Linked DNA regions of Danio rerio: region 1 is linked to region 2. A link is a contact called in public Micro-C data. All regions are on one chromosome and are shown on one strand. Each heading gives the region's core, a stretch centred on a gene start, on an enhancer-like site or on the middle of the called end of the contact. The rest is flanking DNA. Distances are from core to core; before and after follow the strand shown.

The links. Hi-C and Micro-C count contacts between places; a contact is called where the count stands out from the background.
Region 1: a contact with region 2 is called in a Micro-C map of caudal fin, with 6 times the contacts expected there. The contact joins the enhancer-like site here to the promoter of cipcb in region 2. A contact is called at or near these places in 2 of 18 Hi-C or Micro-C datasets (caudal fin and an unstated tissue).

What each region holds. Positions count from the first base shown.
Region 1 is chr20:58,389,437-58,394,503 of GRCz12tu, reverse strand. The region is part of intron 1 of LOC100331694 (bromo adjacent homology domain-containing 1 protein); the gene reads left to right. Among named protein-coding and RNA genes, the nearest start is that of ora6, 8.4 kb to the left of the region's middle. Within about 2 kb of position 1,688, at least 55 of the 62 cell types and tissues checked have an H3K27ac peak or open chromatin away from gene starts, as enhancers often do. A contact at or near this core is called in caudal fin, where this site is marked.
Region 2 is chr20:58,202,332-58,206,870 of GRCz12tu, reverse strand. cipcb (CLOCK-interacting pacemaker b) reads right to left here and starts at 2,171. Exons shown (of 5, transcript XM_005170230.6): 1 at 1,974-2,171; 2 at 493-625; 3 at 89-222. The coding sequence starts at 589. pgfa (placental growth factor a) reads right to left here. Exons shown (of 7, transcript XM_073933885.1): 7 at 3,838-4,320. The coding sequence ends at 4,274.

The sequences.
Region 1 (5,067 bases), core at 439-2,938, 190 kb before region 2:
TATTATTTTAATTACGAAAATGATAATTTGACGTCACTTTTCTACATTGATGGATCAGTGATCACACAGGCATTCCTGACAAAAAGCTTGTGTTTGTGTGTACAGAAATGTACTATCCACCCTCCCTGTTTAATTTGATCTAATCATGTTCTGAAACACAGCTCCTCTCCTGCTTTCACTGCTCATACTGACGGAGGAGCGATTGGCTTGTGAATGAATCTCCGTTATGAACGACTCTTTCACTAACGTTAGCCGACAATAATACAAGTTTCTGGCAGCGCAGCATCTCGTTGTCATATTTCTTTTGCATTGTTTGCTGATTTTATTCAACAAAACTTGCATAAGCCGAGTGTTTAGTGCGAGTTAATGCTGCTTTGCCGCTGCTTTGCCGCTTTTGCCGCTTTTCGCTTCTGCTTTGCCGTATGGTGAATGCAGTAAGTGACTGTTATCATCAATAGCGTGACCTGTTTAGCACAAAAGTTCAGAACATACAAAAACATAAACTGAATATTACCTATGAAATGTTCTGCCTTTGTGCTTTGTTTTCTTTGTTTGCTCGTTACTACACTCGTAGACAGCGCTAAAGTCCCGCATCTTCACGTAATAACACTGTCTTGACTAGTGCGGTTGAATGACATTTGTCCTGGGAGCACTGTACCAATATGGCGGCGATATTGACGCATGCTCAGGGTGCCTATGCGATATCTAGTGTATATATCTATGAAAATCAACATCAGCACAGTCAGTCTGATCCACGTGCTAGCTTTTTTTTTTTTTTTTTTTTGCATAACCGTCAGGAACAAACATACAACACAATGCAAATTACGAAACAAAAAAACTAATACAACAATGGTAAAAATCAACAAAAACTAAAGTATAGTGTACAGCATTTCTACATCCAGTGATTTTAAGAGTTGACAGGGGAATCAAACAAGTGTCACAATAATTGATGCATATGTCAGATTTTTCACTGCAGAAATAGTCAAACTCGACACAAAACCCTGTTAATGAGGGAGATGATTTAGCAAATGTCTGTTTGTGTGTGTAAAACTTTGCCAATAAAATAAAGAGATTAACAAAATATAAAAGACTGTGTCGGATTTGTTTTCATCATAAAAAATAACATCTTTTAATGTAAAATTATAACTAAGTTTTGTCATTTTTAAAATGTATTTGGCTAGATTCCTCCTGAAATACTTTACAATGTTGCATTCAAAAAACAAGTGGCAAAGGCTGTCTTCATCCACACTGCAGACCCCACAGATATCCTGCGGTTTTACTGGGTGAATTGTCTGTACTATTCTAAAATGGATTTCCTTAATCTGATTATTAATAGTGTATTTTAGGGGAGTTATCCAGGCTCTTTTCCAAATATTAACTATACTAGAGTACTAGAGTTCCACAAAAGTTTGCCTCTGGGAGTAATTTTATTGTGCTTCTGAAAAATATGTTTGTTAGTACATTTATTAGTCAACTCAACACCTTCTAGATGTAGTGTTGGGTTTTCAGCAGATGGAGAATTATAGCAAATCTGATTTTTAACCCACGTGCTCAGCTCGTGTCGTGTTTTTTATCGTGATGAATTATTGACAGTTGGAAGCGGAATATGATGAATATTATAATGAGCACGAGCGAGTATCGTCTCCTGATTGGACGAAGAGGATGTGGGCATCAGCATGTGCGCCTGCGATTGGCTGAGCTGAAGTTGAGCTGAAGCAGGAAGAGAAACATCAGCAGAGGAGCGAACACGCACACACTCGGATCCTCGACGCGGTGAGTCTTTAAAGCTGCGGGTCTGTTTGATGATGTGCGTCTGATCCGCCGCGGCAGCCTTTGATCAGAGCGGAGATCAATGGCGCCGATGACGCGCGCTTTAACTCCATCGCCTTTTAATGACATGCGACGTTGTTGACGAGGAAAGACGTCATTTCTGCTGAATGATGACGTCAGATTAGTGCACATCTTCATTTTGTGATCTGATAATAAACAACAACAAACGGAAAACTCGGTGACGTCGGAGTGACGTCACGACTGCAACTTGCGATTCGCGTCGAACTTTCAGGCGCGCGCCCGACACCTGCTCCACTCTGCACATCCGGCAGCGTCTGTTTATGAGCGGTAATAACCACACCTGAGGTGAAGTGCGGGAAGGTCACAGGTGCAGAAACTGCTATAAAACTTTCTCTTTGCTCTCTGCATCTCCGCGTGTATAAACACTATAGTGTATGTTAAACATGTTATAGTAAAGTATTTTAATTTAGCTGTTCTGTAGGTGATATTATCACACAACCAGTGTTTTAGTAGCATAAATACTCAATACTAGCATATGGTAGCTGTAATATACTGCAATACACTGCAGTTTACTGTAAAAGGTACTACAGTATTTATTAGTTTATCAGGTAATGCTGTAGGGCTCAACAAGTGTTGTTGATACTGTAATATATACAGTATAATATACCTCACTCTACTAGGGTTCAGAATAACCATTTATATTATTTACTCTGCATTACTATAGAATTTTCCTGTGGGTCTCCAATAATACTCATCCTTGTGTTATTTACGTGTCTTCTCAGCTGTTTTTCCTAAAGCTCATTGTTTAATGGAACAGAAGGTGAATATTGCTGTCAGAAATGATCAGTGAACATCATGTCTTCTGCGCTTATCTTCAGTTTTATTAAAGGGAGCGCTGGGTATCAGAACATGAATGGCTTAATATCATGCAAGTGATGCCTCTTCTTAAAATATAAAGTAAGAACAACTTATATTTACATTATTATAAATAAAGTCACATTTATTGTGGAGCATGTGCGCCGGCATTGTTCTTGATGGTGTAGTGTGTGTGCTCCGCCTCTGGCACTGCATTGATTCCCCTTATAAATGCATCAGTGATACAGAAAGCTCCTACTAAGCAACATGCGCTGCTTTTGGTCATTTTCAGTCAGGGGGATCTTGATCTTCATTACCGCTTTTTTTTTTTTCTCCCACCAGCAGCAAGAACATCATAACATTAAACAACACACTGTTATGCTACTGAAACATATTATTATTATTATTCTGCAAAGTGAGCACTTTTTCTCCTAGGCTGTTCATGCTATAAAACCCAAATTTGGCCAAAGGTGCCGTCCACATACAAGATTGTTGCTGTATCTCCTCATCTCGAATTGGTTTATAGTTCTTGATTTAAAAGAAATTGTAAATATGACATTTTAATAATAAATTATTTTATTAGCATATAAAAATTATACAATCCCCAACTTTGGCCAAAAGACGTGGTGAACATTGCAGATTATTACTATATTACTTTGGAGTAATCATAAACAACAGTTTTCCTATAAATGCATTTTTTAGCATTAAATTAGCCTGATGGATCTGACAGTGTCCACAAGAGGGCACTACAGGATAAGGAATAATAAGACACTTTCACTTTCGGTTTAGCTCTGCTCTTTCTTACTATGCAAGACATTTAGCATGTGTTCCTTTAAAATGATTTCTCAGTTGATGTCATACACTTTTTAAGTTTGACTCATGCGAGCAGATAAGACTTCTTGTATGCTACACGTGCTAGCATTGTTTAGCTATGCTAATAACAATTAGCCAAGTGCTATAACGCACTAGAAATGCTTGCTAAGTATGAGGATTTGATCAAACATGTAAATGAGGCTTGCCAGTTAACAACCCAGTGGACCCTAGCAACTGCCTAGGAATCACTCAGAACACTCTAGCAACTGTCTAGAAAAGCCCTGGCAACTGCCTAGCACCAATAAGCAACCGCTGGGCTTCCTGCCAACTGCATTCAAGTCGTAGCGCAGTCACCCTGGCTTTCTCAAGCCAACATTAAAGTTTGTCAATGGACTTTAGGTTCTAGTTTATTTATAAAGGAAAATAAAACAACAGTTGTTGACCATTGTGCTGTACAAACCAAAAAACTAATTATCAAAAAAAAAGATAAATAAAAAAAGATAAATCAACATAGAATACCTCCAACATATTGCACAGCATCCACGATAAATAACAAGACACCAGATGGGTGTGATTGGGTCAATTGTCTCAAAATTTAAATTTAAATTTAAAGCTCTTACTCTAGGAGGGGGAGTTTAAGTTTCTCTCTGAACAAAGATTCATGGAGACTGTTGCACAGGTGGACATAAGTAGCCACTCCACATTTAAGGACCTACTACTGAGAAAGCTCAATCTCTCTCTTTTTTTTAAATTTGGATTTGGGAACAACTAGCATTTTCTGGTTTGATGACCTTAAACATCTGCAGATATTTTAACAGTGATAAGAATAGACGGATAAGTTGAAATCCGGCCATTTATTACCTTAAAAACATAGATAAAAATATTAAACTCAATTCTTAAACATATTGGCACTCAATTTAAGCATCGCAGGATAGGAGTAATAAACTTGGAGAGCTGCTGGAAGAAGCCTAGCGGCTGCATTTTGAACCGTTTGAAGGCGATTTATATTGACCTTATTCTCCGCAGACGAGCGGGCGCTGCCATTTGAATCTTTTTGGCACGAGACTTCCGCTCTCATTCACTTCTATTCATTTTTAGACATTAAAAACTGCTCGTTTCGCTGTTTGATGTTGCAAACTGATATTTCCTTGTTATATTATTCTACTTGGTCTGTGTAGTCATGCAAGCATTTGTTTGTAGAGCGAGTAGTTTTTTGCCGTTTATTATTCCTTGTCATTTCTCCCACAGGCGACTGAAACGGAAGTTCTAAGACAATCGCGAAAACAGGCGCACTTCCGCATTTTAGAATAAGGTCAATATGATTGGCCAACATCAATTGAGTTACAGTAGTCCAAGCATGATGAATTAATCACTCTAATTCTGCATGAGTTAAAAAGCCTTTCACTTAAGGCTGGCATGACTGAGCTCGGTCCTGGAGGGCCGGTGTCCTGCATAGTTTAGTTCCAACCCCAATCAGACACACCTGGGCTAGCTAATCAAGCTCTTACTAGGCTTTCTAGAAACATGCGTGCAGGTGTGTTGAGGCAAGTTGGACCTACACAGATAATTTAATGCAGTCAGCTAAATTGTTCAATATTTGATTCCGCT
Region 2 (4,539 bases), core at 922-3,421:
TTTCCGGATATTTTCCGGTATCACTGTGTGAAAGGGGCTAATGACAGTACAGTGTGTTCTCCCAGTGTGATGAAGGTGTGACGCTCACCTGATTAAGAACAACATTGTTCATGATGATCATTGGCTGCAAGCCCTGCAGAGCTCCGCCCACCACAGCAGTAAGCTGCGACGTATGCGGACGAGAATCATCATCTGCATCTGTCTGATCCACCGCACTGCTGTCTGTAACACATACACACACAGACAGAAGCAAACACACATAGTACACATGCATACACACACACACACACACACACACACACACACACACACAAAACACATGCGCACGCACAAACAAACAAACAAACATGCAAACATGCATGCATGCAAACACATACATGCACACAAACAAACAAACACACACAAACAGACAAACACAAACACACACACACACAGAGAGAGTCAGCTACAGGGCTTGACCATCAGAGAGTGGTGAGATGCAGTAACACACACCTGAGAAGCCTGAATCTCTCTCCGAGTCCTTCTTGGACTTCTCCATCCGTCTGTTTTTAAATCTGCCCATCGCCCTCAGGTGTGCTTCACCCTTCATCCTCTTCCTCCTCCTCCTCCGAACCGGCTTGAACACCTGAACATCAACAGAATGAGCCCAATAATGTCACGTCTGAACACACTCCTCAATAAAACCCATTCCACATCTGAATCTTCAGGACTGCTGTTGGTTCAGCTTACTAGAGCTTCATTAATGTAACCTTGTTATCAAAGTGTTACTAGAGGGATTATTATGGAGTTACTAATCACCATGTCTTGTTTATCAGTAGAGAATATACAGAATTAGAGTATTTTATATTAGAACCTGGGAGAAAGAGAATAATGCATCTTTGAAAATCCCACAACGATAGCACTTTAGAGTAAATACTGTAGTGTTTCTCAACCATACTACAGTAAAGCACCTGAATTAATCTGCAGTGGGGATTTTACAGTCGCTATGGTAGCACAACAACTATAGCATTTAATCTGTTGTGGTGATTCTACAGTTGCTATGGTAACACGAGACTATAGGATTTAGTGTTTTGTGGTGATTCTACAGTTGCTATGGTAACACAAGAGCTATAGTAATTTATCTGTTATGGCGATTCATGTTGCTACGGTAACACAACAACTACAGTATTTAATCTGTTGTAGTGATTCTACAGTTGCTATGGAAACACAACAGCTATAGTAATTAATCTGTTACGGCGATTCTCCTGTTGCTATGGTAACACAACAAGAACTTCGGTAATAGAAACAAACGAGCCAACACTGAGCTTTTCATCATCTGTAGGGTATTAGTTACTATTCTACAACACACCAATGTTTACTGTAGTAAAACTAAAGCATACTACAGTATTTATTAGTGTTTCAGTTCACTACAGTAATATGCTGCAGCATTTAATAACAATATTATGATGAACAGTATAATGGTTCAATAAATGTTTAAACCTTAACTAAATGCCAGGCGTTTTCATATTTCAATGAGATCTCCGCAATCATACCACACACAGAAGTAAAGATGATTTTCACCGCAGAAATAATGCATGTTATTATATAATTAGAGAACTCTTCAGTTTACATCACCGCTGTGTATATTGACGTTCCGGTGTCGTGACGTCATCAGGCCGAGCCGCGGCGTAAACCAGCTGACCCATTTAACGTTAATCTCCAGCGTCTCTGGTCGTCAGCTGTCAAAGATCTTATAATCTCGGTTGACATTTACCCGTGCTGGACGTTTATATTAATGTTTCATATCGTTATCCAATATTTAAACTCCAGTCATGGCGGTGCAGGCTAAAGCAAAGCAGCAGCCATCAACACTGCAGCTTTACCACGAGAAAAGCAGACGAGAGTCGCGCTTTATTCCCTCACACGCACCGATTTGCTGATTTATGTACTATTAATCTATTTATTGAGTGCAGAAGCAGCGGCGGACGGCTTACGTGTGAGCGCCGATGACCGACCGCTCATCCGGAGGGAATCCCGGTGAATGACGGCTCAAAACCCGGTATATCCGCGCTCCTCCACAAACCCGGTCAGTGAGATCGATCACAGCGGCGATTTTCACCGTTATTTGCCGATTTTTGGGTACGTCGGGTCGGTCAGACGCCCTGCTCAAACCCGTCACGCAAAACACGCTCACAGCCACGTGATTGACTCTTGAGCTCATGCAATCACAAACTACCAAACCCTCAGACTGACCAATCGCATCACAGGAGGCGGTGCTTACCGCAGTTCTGTTGTATGGATGGAAACGCATGCGCTCCTGACTGATTCCTTTTATGGAAACGCAAGGCGGCTCTAAGTAATCGCGTCAATCTCATTCTCGTCTCTGATTGGCTGAGCTGGAGCACTGAGCTATAAAACGTGACTGTCGGGTGACGTGAGAAGAGTGTTGAACACATTCATTATGTAACAGTGACATGACCTCATGTAACCTGCATTACGCTGATATTATTTTAATAGCAACTACAATAAATGATTCTCACCTATACACATTATATTTAAAAATTACACATGGTTTCATAATGTGTATGTTGTTGTGCTGTTTTTGTAAGAAGATTATTCCTAATGTCTTTTTCTGCTGTAATTACACTCATCTATAATGTGTTATTGATGAAATGTGCTGTTAATGTATGACTATAACTGATTATATATGGAGTGTGAGGTCTGGCCTATATATAAATGGACATGTATAACGTTATTATTCATTCAGTGATTTTCTTTTCAGCTTAGTCCCTTTATTAATCAGGGGTCGCCACAGCGGAATGAACCACCAACTAATCCAGCATATGTTTTACACAGCGGATGCTCTTTCAGCTGGGAAACACCCATACACTCTTGCATTCTCACACATACACTATTGCTTATTCAATTCCCCTACAGCACAGGGAAATTCAACAGTTCTGGGCCAGGATTGAACCAGAAATTAATGGTATTTTATCTATTATTATTGGCTGTGACCCCACACATATGCTGCTCGGGATTAAAATGAACAAACATAATAAACACTTTGCAAGTTCCTGACATTCTGTGCAAGAAAAAGTATTCTCCTGAACTGGATAATGGACAAAACTTCTGCAAAGTCTTTATGGCACAGGGTAATACTTTAATATGCACCACTGGACAACTTAACTTGTGTCTTTCATGAGAGGTGGGATGCATTTATGTTACATATGGGTTTAAACATAACCTCCATAATCATCAGAGGGCTGATTCAACAAGGTCAGATCTTGTGAAGGTTTGTGGTGCATGAAGATGCTATATCTCTAATTTTATTGATGCCTTTTATTTTATTATTATTTAACTATATATATTTAATTATTTCTCCCCATGTTCTGTTCACTTGTTTGTTGTTGTATCTGTATTGCTTAAAATGTAATAAATACATTATGAAATAGATAGATAGATAAATAAATAAATAAATAAATCCCCCTATAGCGCATGTGTTTGGACTGTGGGGGAAACCGGAGCACCCGGAGGAAACCCACACCAACATGGGGAGACCATGCAAACTCCACACAGAAACACCAACTGACCCAGCCGAGACTCGAACCAGAGACCTTCTTGCTGTGAGGTGAACATGCTAACCACTGCACCACCATGACTTGCTTAAAGTTATTGTGCTATTTGGAAAGGATCACAAATGTGAATCATAAAGCTCTTCAGACATCCCCGCTGCTTCAATACACTTCATGTATGTAAATAAGATATCTATTGTAAACTGCATCTGATCTGCACAGATCAAAACTCATATAACATTAAAAACTCCCTGATCTTAGTAATCAGACACCTCGGTGATACTGTGAGTTTATTCTTTTATTTAAATATATTAAGACATACAGAATGATAAACATTCACTGCATAGTACAGCTGTTTCCTTAAGGGACAGGTCACCCAAAACAAATACCGTTTACTCAGTATTTACTCTCCCTCAAGCGTTTCCAAACCTTTATACGCTTCTTTATTCTGTTGAACACTGAAGAAGATATTTTGTAGAATGCTGGAAACCTGTAACCACTGACTTCCATAGTAGGAAAAACAAATATTATGGCAATTCGACAGACAGAAAAAACTCAAATGAGGACAGAGTTCTGCTTTTAGGGTGAGCTGTCGCTTTATAATGAGAGTATTTTCCATCTGCTGGCCTGTCTGCTGCAGTTTGGCAGGTTATTCCACTGATACTTCTCAGTGTCTGTGATAAGATGCGTCTGATTCAGTGTAATTCAGCACACGTCCACTCTTATGTGTCCAGGTATGCTGCTTCTGATGATGAGGATGATGAAGAGGCTGACAGGAATAAAAGAGCAGATTGAGCTGGAGTTACTCTTAAAGTGAAGCAGTCAGTCATGTTTACATTATGTTTGTGAGTTAATTTTTACTTTAATGACAGTAAAAGGCAAGGCAAGTTTATTTATAAAGCACATTTCACACACAGTGGTAATTTAAAGTGCTTAACATAAACAAGAATACAAGAAACAAATGTAAGATCTATCAATCTATAATTAT